Regions from separate parts of the Sus scrofa genome. Here all the other regions are linked to region 1. Evidence: chromatin contacts called from public HiChIP or PLAC-seq data. All regions are on one chromosome and are shown on one strand. The core of a region is the stretch at or near the end of the contact, and the rest is flanking DNA. Distances in the headings are between cores, read along the strand shown. Region 1 has its middle 7.8 kb from the start of ARHGAP22. Region 2 overlaps WDFY4 (WD repeat- and FYVE domain-containing protein 4). Region 3 overlaps WDFY4 (WD repeat- and FYVE domain-containing protein 4).

Region 1 (3,371 bases), core at 516-3,015:
CGCCTGGTGGGCAATATTTCACTTTTTTTTTTTTTTTTTTTTTGTCTTTTGTCTTTTGTCTTTTGTCCTTTTAGGGCCGTACCCTTGGCATATACAGATTCCCAGGCTAGGGGTCTAATTGGAGCTGTAGCTGCTGGCCTACACCAGAGCCACAGCAATGCCAGATTGGAGCTGTGTCTTCGACGTACACCACAGCTCATGGCAACGCCGGATCCTTAACCCACTGAGAGAGGCCAGGGATCAAACCCACAACCTCATGGTTCCTAGTCGGATTCGTTTCTGCTGTGCCATGACAGGAACTCTCAATATTTTACTTCTTATCCCCATTTCTGCCTTTCTGGGGTAGGATTCTTTCTCCTCCCCTGCCGCGGACAGCACTCCACACTTCTCCCACTGCTCATTCATTCTGCAAATTGCTTTTAGAGTTGACTCTTGCTTTTCTAGTCTGTGAGCTCTTGAGTCAGGGACTTCATTTTGTAGCCTCTACCCTAACCTCAGAGGTGCTCAATAATTTAATTACTAAATTTTCCCAAGTTATATTGGAGAGCATTTCCAATATCTACCGCTGTATGACAAAATATAGTGGCTTAAAATAACAGCTCTTTATTGCATCTCATGATTCTGTGGGACAGGAAGCAGGCAGGGCTCAGCTGAGTGGTTCTGCTCCACATGGTGTGGGCTGGGGGCTGCCACCTGCATTCACTTGGGGTCTGGAGGGGCTGGAATATCCAAGAAGCTTTAGTCACATGACTGCTGCCTTGGTCATCCTGGCAGCCTCTCTTTCCCCTGATGGCCTCTTATCACTCATTGGACTTTAACACACACCTTCAACAACACAGCAGCTGACTTTCAGGGAGAGAAAGTAAGCTGATAGGCTTCTTAGGGCTGTGTGCAGACCTGACACTGTATCACATCCACGTCTTGGTGGGAAAGGGGGAATTATATTCATTAATTATCATACATGTTTTGCCTTTTGATCTTTAGATAAATCTTTAAAAGTGTGATAAATAATATATATTAGTAAAGTTTTAACATCCTAAGAGGACTTTCTATATTTATACATAATAGATTAGGAATGTATATAGTCGCTCTTAGTGAGTATTCACTATTTTGTAGTCTATGTTTTAAACTTTTTATTTTGAAATGATAATAGATTTGCAGGAAGTTGTAAAATTGTTACAGAGAGGTCCCACATACACTTTCCCAATTTCTCTCCATGGCTACATCTCACATAAATATAATGCAGTATCAAAACCATAAAACTGACATTTGTCCAGTGTGCATCATTCTGTGATATTTTATCACATGTGTCAATTTCTGTAACCACTGAGATACAGAATTATTTCATCACATTCACCTCTAGCTCTTTTGATTTCCTAACCCCTGGCAACCACTAGGCTGCTTTCCGTTTATACAATCATGTCATTTTGAGAATGTTTATAAATACAGTCAAACAGTATGTGACCTTTTGAGACTGGCTTTTTTCTCCCAGCATAGCATTCTTGAGATCCATCTATATGGCCGTGTATAGCAATAGCCCGTGCCTTTTTATTGTCAGTAGATTCGATGGCACGGGTGGACTGCAGTCTGTTTAACTATCCCCCGGTTCAGTCACTTTGAAGATTTTCTGTTTGGGGCTATTACAAATATAGCTGTTCCAGGGAGCCTTTCCCCACACAGTCTTACTCCACACGGGTTGGCAGGAGCTGATCTCACCCCTTGGCAGTCAGATGAACACATGACCAAGGCCCAGCAGATGGAATTATTCTTTACTCTGGATACCATGTGACCCACAATCATCCAGCCAGAGATCATTTCAAGCATTTTGCTGGAACCATTAGGTTTCTGTCCTTATAGCCAAAAATGCCTTGAAAAATAGACTCAATCTCGCTAGGCTTTGGCTATGAAATAAGGATTAAAAAAATCCCCATGTTAACAGGCTAGTATGTATCTGCTCATTCCACAAACTGAATGTGTTTATTAAGAGTATGTGGGGAGGATTTCAAAAAGAGGAAATAGCCTGTGCAAAGGCTCTGGGTCAGAAAAAGAGTTAAGTGACCAGTGTGCCCAGAGCATAATGCTGGCAAGTTGTGTGTGGGGAGTGTGGGGGGTGGGGGTGGGGTGGGGAGAGCAGTGAGGACAAGATGAAGTGGAGAAATAGGCAAGGACCCTTCAGGGAGCCCCTTCTAAGATCTGGAGGGGAGCCTGGACTTGAGACTTGCATTATGGGACACATAATAATGTTAAACTTTTAAGCAGAGAAATGGCAGTTTCCAATTTACTCATTTACTGCACTGTAGAAAATAACCTGAGGCAGTGGAGCATGCGTGGAAGCCAGTGAGGAAGTTTTCTGTAGAAGGACAGACAAGAAATAGCGGTAGCCTGCTTAGGGGGACAATAGTATACATGGAGAGAAAAGGATGGATTTGGATATATCTTAGAAATGGAAGTAACTAGAAGCCTTACTCATGGAATGAGTCAGAAGGTGAAATAAGAATGACCTCTTTTTTCTTAAAGCAGTAACATTTACTGATGTGGAGAGGCAGAGCAAGTTTGGGACAGGTTGGAGCACCAGTTTAAGACATCTTAGGTTTGAGATGCCAAGCAGTGAAGGTAAGAGGGCAGTTAGAAAAGGAAGCCTGAAGTTCCCTGGTGGCCTAGCAATTAAGCACTCAGTGTTGTCATTTCTATGGCTCCAGTTACTGCTGTGGCTCAGGTTCAATCCTTGGCTGAGGAATTTCCTTATGCTAAGGGCACAGCAAAAGAATGGGAGGGAGGAAAGAAGGAAGGAAAGAAGGAAGGGAGGAAGGGAAGCTTATAGCTTAAAGATGAGACCCAGTCTGTAAATATCAAATTGGGACCCATCAGATGATACTTTAAAACTGTAGAAATGGACAAGGTAACTTGAGAGAGTGTGCAAGAGAGAAAGGGCCCTGTCCTAAGCTTTGGAGACTTCCAACAGTTGGAAATTATATAGAACATGAAGAACTCATTTCTTCAACCCCTTTCAAAGCTAAACCTGAAAAAAAAAAAAACTGTCATAACATGCCATCTTTTCCTTAATGTCTTTAGTCAATACTTAGTTAATTTTCAACATTTTGTTTTCTAACATACACATTTAATGTCATAAACTTCCTTCAAGGAATCATGCTAGTCACATGTGATGTCTTGAAATGTGTTGTTTGTGTCACATTCAATTCCAAACATTTTGTAATTTCAATTCTAGTATCTCCTTTGAGACAATAAATTAACATGTTTTTCAGCATTTAGAAGTATGTCCTTGGAGTTCCCATTGTGGCTCAGTGGTACTGATACTGGACTAGTATCTATGAGGACCCAGGTTTGATTCCTGGTCGCACTCAGTGGGTTAA
Region 2 (3,371 bases), core at 255-2,754, 220 kb before region 1:
AGAGAAGGGCCCAGCAACCAAATGGCAGGAACTGGGGAGAGAGTGCAGCAGAGGACGGAACTCCATTCCAGCCAGGGGATCAGCCCAACATAAGCCAGGAGGATCCACAGGTGTCCCATAGGACACTGGGCTGTGCACAGGCATGAAGGGGGCCACAGAGATGTACCTCTCACTTCAGATGAGGCCTCATTGGCACCTGGAGCACACTTCACCTGAAGAGACGGCCCTCCCTCTGGCTCCCTCCTGGGACATACCTGCAGGAGGAAACGCGCCTGCCGGAGCTCCCTGAGGTCACCGTAGCTATGACGCTGACACGAGTAGTTATCAGAGGACCTGTCTTTGCTGCACATGTTGAAAATGAATGGATCGCTGATGCTGGAAAGGAAGCAAGACATTCGGTGTGAGGGCGTCTAGTGGGCTTGTTCCCCTGCCTGCACTGAGGCCCCACGAGAGTTTCTGGGGCACATTGGAGGAGATGCCAGCACCTGATAAACCCTGTCTGAGCAACTGTCTGTGTCAGCCCTGCCCTGAGGAGCAGGGTGGGGCATTGGCCTTACCCAGGGAAGGGGCAACAAAGCAAGGGGACCGCCTCCAGGACAGACAGTGACACACAGTGGCAGAGCACAAGTATGAGAAGGCTCTCTGGGTACAAAGGGCAGAAGTGGGTTGATGGGGTGGGGCAAGGGTGAAAGAGATATGTAAAGTCTGGAGAGATTCAGGCTCCTGGAACATAGGGCTGAGCCATGTTTAGCATGGCTTCCAACTACATGGAGCTAGCCATGCTATCTATTGGGCTGGAGCCTAGTGTAAAATGGGAGAAAGTAGCAGAGAACTCTGAACCCCTAAGGAGGTGGGTAGCAGGGCTGAGAGCACTGATGGGCTGGAAGACAATGACCCCAGCATCCACAGCAGACCCCTGACCCAGAGCACTATGCCCAGAGCCAGCGACTGGCAACATTATAGTAGAGGCCATCAAGAGCAGAGGGTGGTCCACCCAGGCCTGATGCCTCTCCAAGAGGTCAGAATTTCTCCTCTGGGGAGGAAAGGGAGAGGAAGAAGGTAGATTCATGAATTTGAATTTCTGCACTGGAAGTAATTAAAATATCTTCAGATAACCAACCAGATGAAGCTTTCCATCAGCATTTCCATCAGCAACACAAATGGGCACTTGAAAAGTAAATTTGACTTCAGTTATGGACATATGGACAGTTAAATTTCTTTCCTTCTTTTTTTTTTTTTTTTTTTTTTTTTGCTTTTTTGGGCCAAACCTGAAGGATATGGAAGTTCCCAGGCTACCAGGCTAGGGGTCAAATTGGAGCTGCAGTTGCTGGCCTGCAACGCAGGATCTGAGTTGCGTCTTTGAACTACATCACAGCTCATGGCAATGCCAGATCCTTAACTCACTGAGTGAGGCCAGAGACCGACCCCATATCCTCATGGATACCAGTCAGATTTGCTTCTGCTGAGCCCAAACAGGAACTCTGACAGTGACATTTCTGAACATCTGAGTTACATAGCAATTTTACATTGTGTACATAACCACAAAAGCTCTGATGAAATGCTTTTAGGACTTGAGAAAGGAGGGCCTCCCAAGCACCTTAGCCCTTGAAACGTAAGAGCCAAAGAGCCCCATGCAGGAATGGATTTCACCTACTCCCATCCCAGCTCCAGATGCTGGTGCCGCCCCACTACCCAGCCTCCAGAATAGGCCGCACTCCCAGGGGAGATGGAGAGAGATCAGGCCACCACTAGGGCTGGCAGGACTTCTCCAGTCAGAGGTCAGGTCCATAGTGCTAAGAGCTCGGACTTGCACACGATACAGAGTGATCACTGCTGAGTAGAAGGGAAGGCTCCCCATGTGGGACAGAGCCTGAGGCCGCTGCTCAGTGCCCCCTGCACAGCCAGACCTTTTGCAGCTTCTCCTGCCCCTTCTTAGAACAATCCTCTCAGGTTCCCTGCCCTAAGCCACATTGCTGTAGGATTGAACAAACACAAATGTGGCTTTGGTTCTGGATGCTTCTGCTCAGATGTTCTAATTCAAACCTACTGCTGGCTGAGGTCCTTTGTTCATTATTAATGCTTCCCTTTGGGGCTAAGCTGAGCTCCCCCTAAATTTCTTTGACTCCCAGTGAGGCCACAGAGGTTATTCTGGTTCATACCCTTAACTTAGGCCAAACAGCATCCCAGGTGAAGGCTCTGGTGACAGGGACGACGATGACTCCTCTGTGGTCCTGTGGCCCCATTCTTGTGGGGGCAGAGCAAACATCCTCTGCACCTTAGCTGCACCTTTGCTTGGTTTCGGTCCCCAGCTGACAATAAAGCTCATGGGGGCACAGACCTATGCCCACGGCTCTCCTCTTCTACCTCTTCCCTGGAGCTCTGGGCAGTTTGCTGGTGGACTGATTGCTGTCAGGCTCTACAGCCTATCCAGCACTTACCAGTCCTTATTTAATTTGATCTGCATAATGAACCCTTACTGAACATGTGTTATTATGATCCCCATATCAGAAATGAGGAAGCTGCATTTTAAAGAGAAGAGGTGACTTTTCTAAGGTCATGGGGAACTGGATTCAAACCCAGGTCCTCTGAGTCTAAAACCCAAGCTCACAAGCAGTACCTTTTCTTCCCTGAGGCGGCAGGCAGGCTGGCATTTACAGAGCTCCTCCCACTTGCTCCCTTGTTTCAGTTTACTGTGTGCAGACAGATTCTCAACCTAGGACTCTGAAACAGTGGTGACATGAGAACGAGCCCTCTAGAAAATGCTTTTAGGGAGTTTCCCGTGTGGTGGTAATGAACCCAACTAGCATCCATGAGGATACGGGTCCAATTCCTGGCCTAGCTCAGTGGATTAAGGATCCAGCATTGCTGTGAGCTGTGTTGTAGGTCACAGACGCTGCTCGGATCTGTCATTGCTGTGGCTGTGGTATAGGTCAGCAGCTGCAGTGCCAATTCGACCCCTAGCTTGGGAACTTCCATGTGTTGCGGGTGTGGCCCTAAGAAGATTAAAAAAAAAAAAAACAATTGCTTTTAGTAATGAGTTTTTAGGAGGAAAGATGGTCATTCTTCTCCTGTTTGTAGGAATTGAACAATAGGGCAGGAGTGTTCAGACAGACCCAAATTCTAAGGAAGCCTAAATTGCGAACAACATTATTGAGTTTACTACTATAGAGTCCAGGTTTGAGTTCCACCTTATGCTGCATTAGTCACACGACTTTGACCTAGTCTCTTTTCCAACACTATATTCTCCATGTTCTGTGCAATAGATCAGAGTTCCAGCCCTCAAGGTTGATGAACAGAAAGAATCAGCTGATCCATGTTCTTCCTCAGGTGGAGCTGTGGCCACAGTTCATAGGATGCTGTTCACAGCTCTT
Region 3 (3,371 bases), core at 531-3,030, 200 kb before region 1:
TTTAATTGGAGAAATAATATGACCATTATATCTTTTCATAATCAGAGAACTCATAAGTATTAAATATCTGTTCCATTCATTTTTGCTCTAAAACATTTTCCTATTTTTCTTCCTATGTGTTTTGGGTCACAAACTGAACATGTGTTTGTATTTGGGGAGGGGATTTTTAAAATTTTTTTGTCTTTTCTAGGGCTGTACCTGCGGCATACGGAGGTTCCCAGGCTAGGGGTCTAATTAGAGCTGTAGCCACCGGCCCACCCCAGAGCCACGCAATGCCAGATCTGAGCCATGTCTTCAACCTACACCACAGCTCATGGCAACGCCGGATCCTTAACCCACTGAGCGAGGCAAGGGATCGAACCTGCAACCTCATGGTTCCTAGTCAGATTCATTAACCACTGAGCCATGACAGGAACTCCCTGGAAGGGCATTTTTAAGGTTTCCCTCATATAGCAAATTGACAAGATTTCTTGAAAAACATTCTCACTGTTGTAACCTAAATAAGAAATCTTTCCTGAAGGAGTGTCCAGGTCTGGAATGGGTCCCTCCTTCCTCATTCTGGAGAGTGCAGTATGGAAGGCCTTGAACTCCCTACTCTAGACTTGAAGCATTTTCTTCCTAGAAAATATTAACTTCCTACCTTTAAGAAGATGCTAAATAAAACCAAGAATTGATCTAAATATAAAAGTAAAATAAAACAGATATACTGAATACCTTGGTTTTCAACATTTATTTGAGAAATATCACCATTTCTGTCTTGGCTTTCCTGCAGTAAAACCAGAGAAAAGAGAAATTAAATCCTGGATACATACATGCCCCTCCCCCCATTCCACAGATTCACACACATGCACACACGCACACACGCACACACTTATGACCCCTTCCAATTACCCATACACTCAAGACCCAGATGCAAGGGAAGCAAAGTGCCAAATCCTACAGGACCAAAATAAAATGCGAGTATTAATGTTCCTAAGTCAAATGGGAAAAAACCCGCAATTTTCCATTAAGTAGGATTTACGGTAATTACCAAAGATAATGCCAAATGGGACTAGAGAGCATCCTGGATGTCTGTGGTACAGGCCACCCTGGAGAGGGGACCAGGGACAGGGCCTGGGGCTGGACAACCCAAGAGACCAGAGACCAGGTTCCATAGACAGCTTTTGGCCTTGTCAGCAGCACCATCTGCAGGCTTATTTTTCCTGCCTCCATCTCCTAAGGAAGGCATCGAAGAAAAAATACTATAGACCACCAGATGTTTGTTGACGATGCATTAAAAATTAAAGTGTCTACTGAATATATGAAATATAATTTTTCATTAGGTTTTATAAAGGATTTAACATGGACAAAAGACAGACTAGAGAATAAACCCAACACTGTAGTGCAGAAGGAAATGTCTTGTGTTTCAGGGTTTGGAAGTCTGCTTTTTAGAATATCTTAAATCAGGATTGTTCGATGAGGACATGAAACATTATTTAGCAGATTCTTTTACATCCACTACCAACCCAAGGATCATTCTCCAACCTTTAAAAGGCAAAAATATACGTTGACAGGGAGTCCAAGCTTCATGACAGCAAATTCCCAGGGACTGCCAGGATTCCATTGCCTGGGAATCCAATCCCAGTGTCATTTGGACTAAGTGGGTCACTGGCTCAAGTATGCAGAAATAGCTGAGTTCAAGATATTTCCACTGTAAGACTTGATACAGGATTTGCTTGGCACAATAATGCCTGTAGCGATGCTGGTTATGACTGCTCCATGACACATAACTTGGGCAAGCAGAGCCATCACATGGCTCTGCCTAAATCATTCTAACAGACTTGCATGGTACTGGGTCGATGGTGTAGATATGAATCACTCGCTCATTTTTTTCATTCTTTTAGGCTGTAGTTGTAGCACCTGTTCTAAGCACCTTAAGAGTTAGTGATTCTTTTCTCCTGTTAAACAGCATTAAGAATACCTAACAGCTCTCCTAGAGCTGAGTGCATACATTCCTTCTCCTACCCGCTCATGCCAAAGTGCTGCATAAGAAAACAAGGTAAGATGGAAAAGCTAAGGAGATACCTCCCTACACATTTTCTGTCTGGAAGCATCCTGTCTCAATGCATCTAATTCCTACCTTGAGCCTTTCCCGACTCAGGGCTTCCAGTGGAGACAGGCGTCTGAGGCGTTTCCTCATACGAGCAGGTCCTTCTCTCCAGTCCAGCTCCCACTGGGGGCATGGTGTGGCATCTGCCGTCTGACCCCACAAGCCCAGTTCCCCAAAAAGCTGCTCCTGGATCCTGGCCCAGGCACTGGCTGCCTGGATGTTGCCACATCTCCGCCTCTGGGAAGGAGAAGTACAGTGTCACCCCGGACATGTTCCCTCACCGGCTTGGCCCCAAACCTTCTGGGGTGAACAGACCAAGCGCCCCATAATTCCTTAAGGAAAACCACCCCTGTAGGCAGCCCCAAGCAGCTTCAGGGTGTGTAATATACTCTCTGGAGCCAAGACCAGACCAGGAGAAGAAACTGGTTTGTCGGCTTTGAAACCATTTAATTCAGATTAAAGGAGGTGAATAACATCTTCCCTTTGGCCTTTGGAGCCATGTGACTGCTGGGTGCTGTGCAGAAAGCAACAGGTCCCAAAGGTAGGTCCCCATGCTATTCATCAGAGTGGATTGGACAGCTACTTTATAGAATGGACACAGAATATCACCAGAGCCCTACTCTTCAAAATGGACAGGGAATTTTACCACATCCTCTACCCTTCAAAATGATGCTAAAAATACTCCTTCCAGTGTCTGGACTGAAGGTGTGGTGAGAAGCTAAAATCTTTGATATTAATGAAGATAATTCTACCTAATATATATGACATCCTCATAGTTTGCATACGTAGCACTTGACTGTTATACCTTTGGTGAGACTATTAACTCCAACCTTCTACAAAGCACATCAACACCCTTGAACTGCTTAGGTATGCTAGACTGAAGTTTCCTATATCACCGCACAAGTATTGATATGACATGAAGAACAGACTATATAAACGTAACATAAAGAGAAAAGAAACTCATTGTCATCCACTAGGCTGAGCCCCTCACCTACTCTTATCTCATTTTCTCTGCACATGAGTGAAACCTGGAATTTGTAGCACTTCCTATTATTTTCATGCAGAAACCAAGTCTCGGAGAGGAGAAGTGACTTCCCCAAGGACCAAGAGGTGACAGGGCTGAGACTGAAATCCAATCTGCCCGATTCCAGAGCCTTTTTAAGCCTGTTTGCTTAATTCCTTTCCTAGGGGGCAGTATCATTTTATTAACTCAGGATTTCTGCCGGTATTCCTTTAAAGAATGGCAGACTTAGATCTAGACCCTGTAGATCTGGGCCATTTG

What was found. HiChIP or PLAC-seq counts read pairs in DNA pulled down with a chosen protein or histone mark.
Region 2: an H3K27ac HiChIP or PLAC-seq map of alveolar macrophages shows a contact between it and region 1. The contact joins two enhancer-like sites. A contact is called at or near these places in 1 of 5 promoter capture datasets (liver) and 1 of 2 datasets of contacts at active chromatin or transcription factors (alveolar macrophages).
Region 3: an H3K27ac HiChIP or PLAC-seq map of alveolar macrophages shows a contact between it and region 1. The contact joins two enhancer-like sites. A contact is called at or near these places in 1 of 5 promoter capture datasets (liver), 1 of 47 Hi-C or Micro-C datasets (embryonic fibroblasts) and 1 of 2 datasets of contacts at active chromatin or transcription factors (alveolar macrophages).

Annotation. Positions count from the first base shown.
Region 1 is chr14:89,337,470-89,340,840 of Sscrofa11.1, reverse strand. No RefSeq gene overlaps it. Among named protein-coding and RNA genes, the nearest start is that of ARHGAP22, 7.8 kb to the right of the region's middle. Within about 2 kb of position 1,765, at least 18 of the 83 cell types and tissues checked have an H3K27ac peak or open chromatin away from gene starts, as enhancers often do. A contact at or near this core is called in alveolar macrophages, where this site is marked.
Region 2 is chr14:89,558,509-89,561,879 of Sscrofa11.1, reverse strand. It overlaps WDFY4 (WD repeat- and FYVE domain-containing protein 4), which reads right to left. Exons shown (of 66, transcript XM_021073024.1): 48 at 255-375. Among named protein-coding and RNA genes, the nearest start is that of LRRC18, 29 kb to the left of the region's middle. Within about 2 kb of position 1,504, at least 1 of the 83 cell types and tissues checked has an H3K27ac peak or open chromatin away from gene starts, as enhancers often do. A contact at or near this core is called in alveolar macrophages, where this site is marked.
Region 3 is chr14:89,536,715-89,540,085 of Sscrofa11.1, reverse strand. WDFY4 (WD repeat- and FYVE domain-containing protein 4) reads right to left here. Exons shown (of 66, transcript XM_021073024.1): 44 at 2,120-2,326; 45 at 715-766. Among named protein-coding and RNA genes, the nearest start is that of MIR9835, 38 kb to the right of the region's middle. Within about 2 kb of position 1,780, at least 3 of the 83 cell types and tissues checked have an H3K27ac peak or open chromatin away from gene starts, as enhancers often do. A contact at or near this core is called in alveolar macrophages, where this site is marked.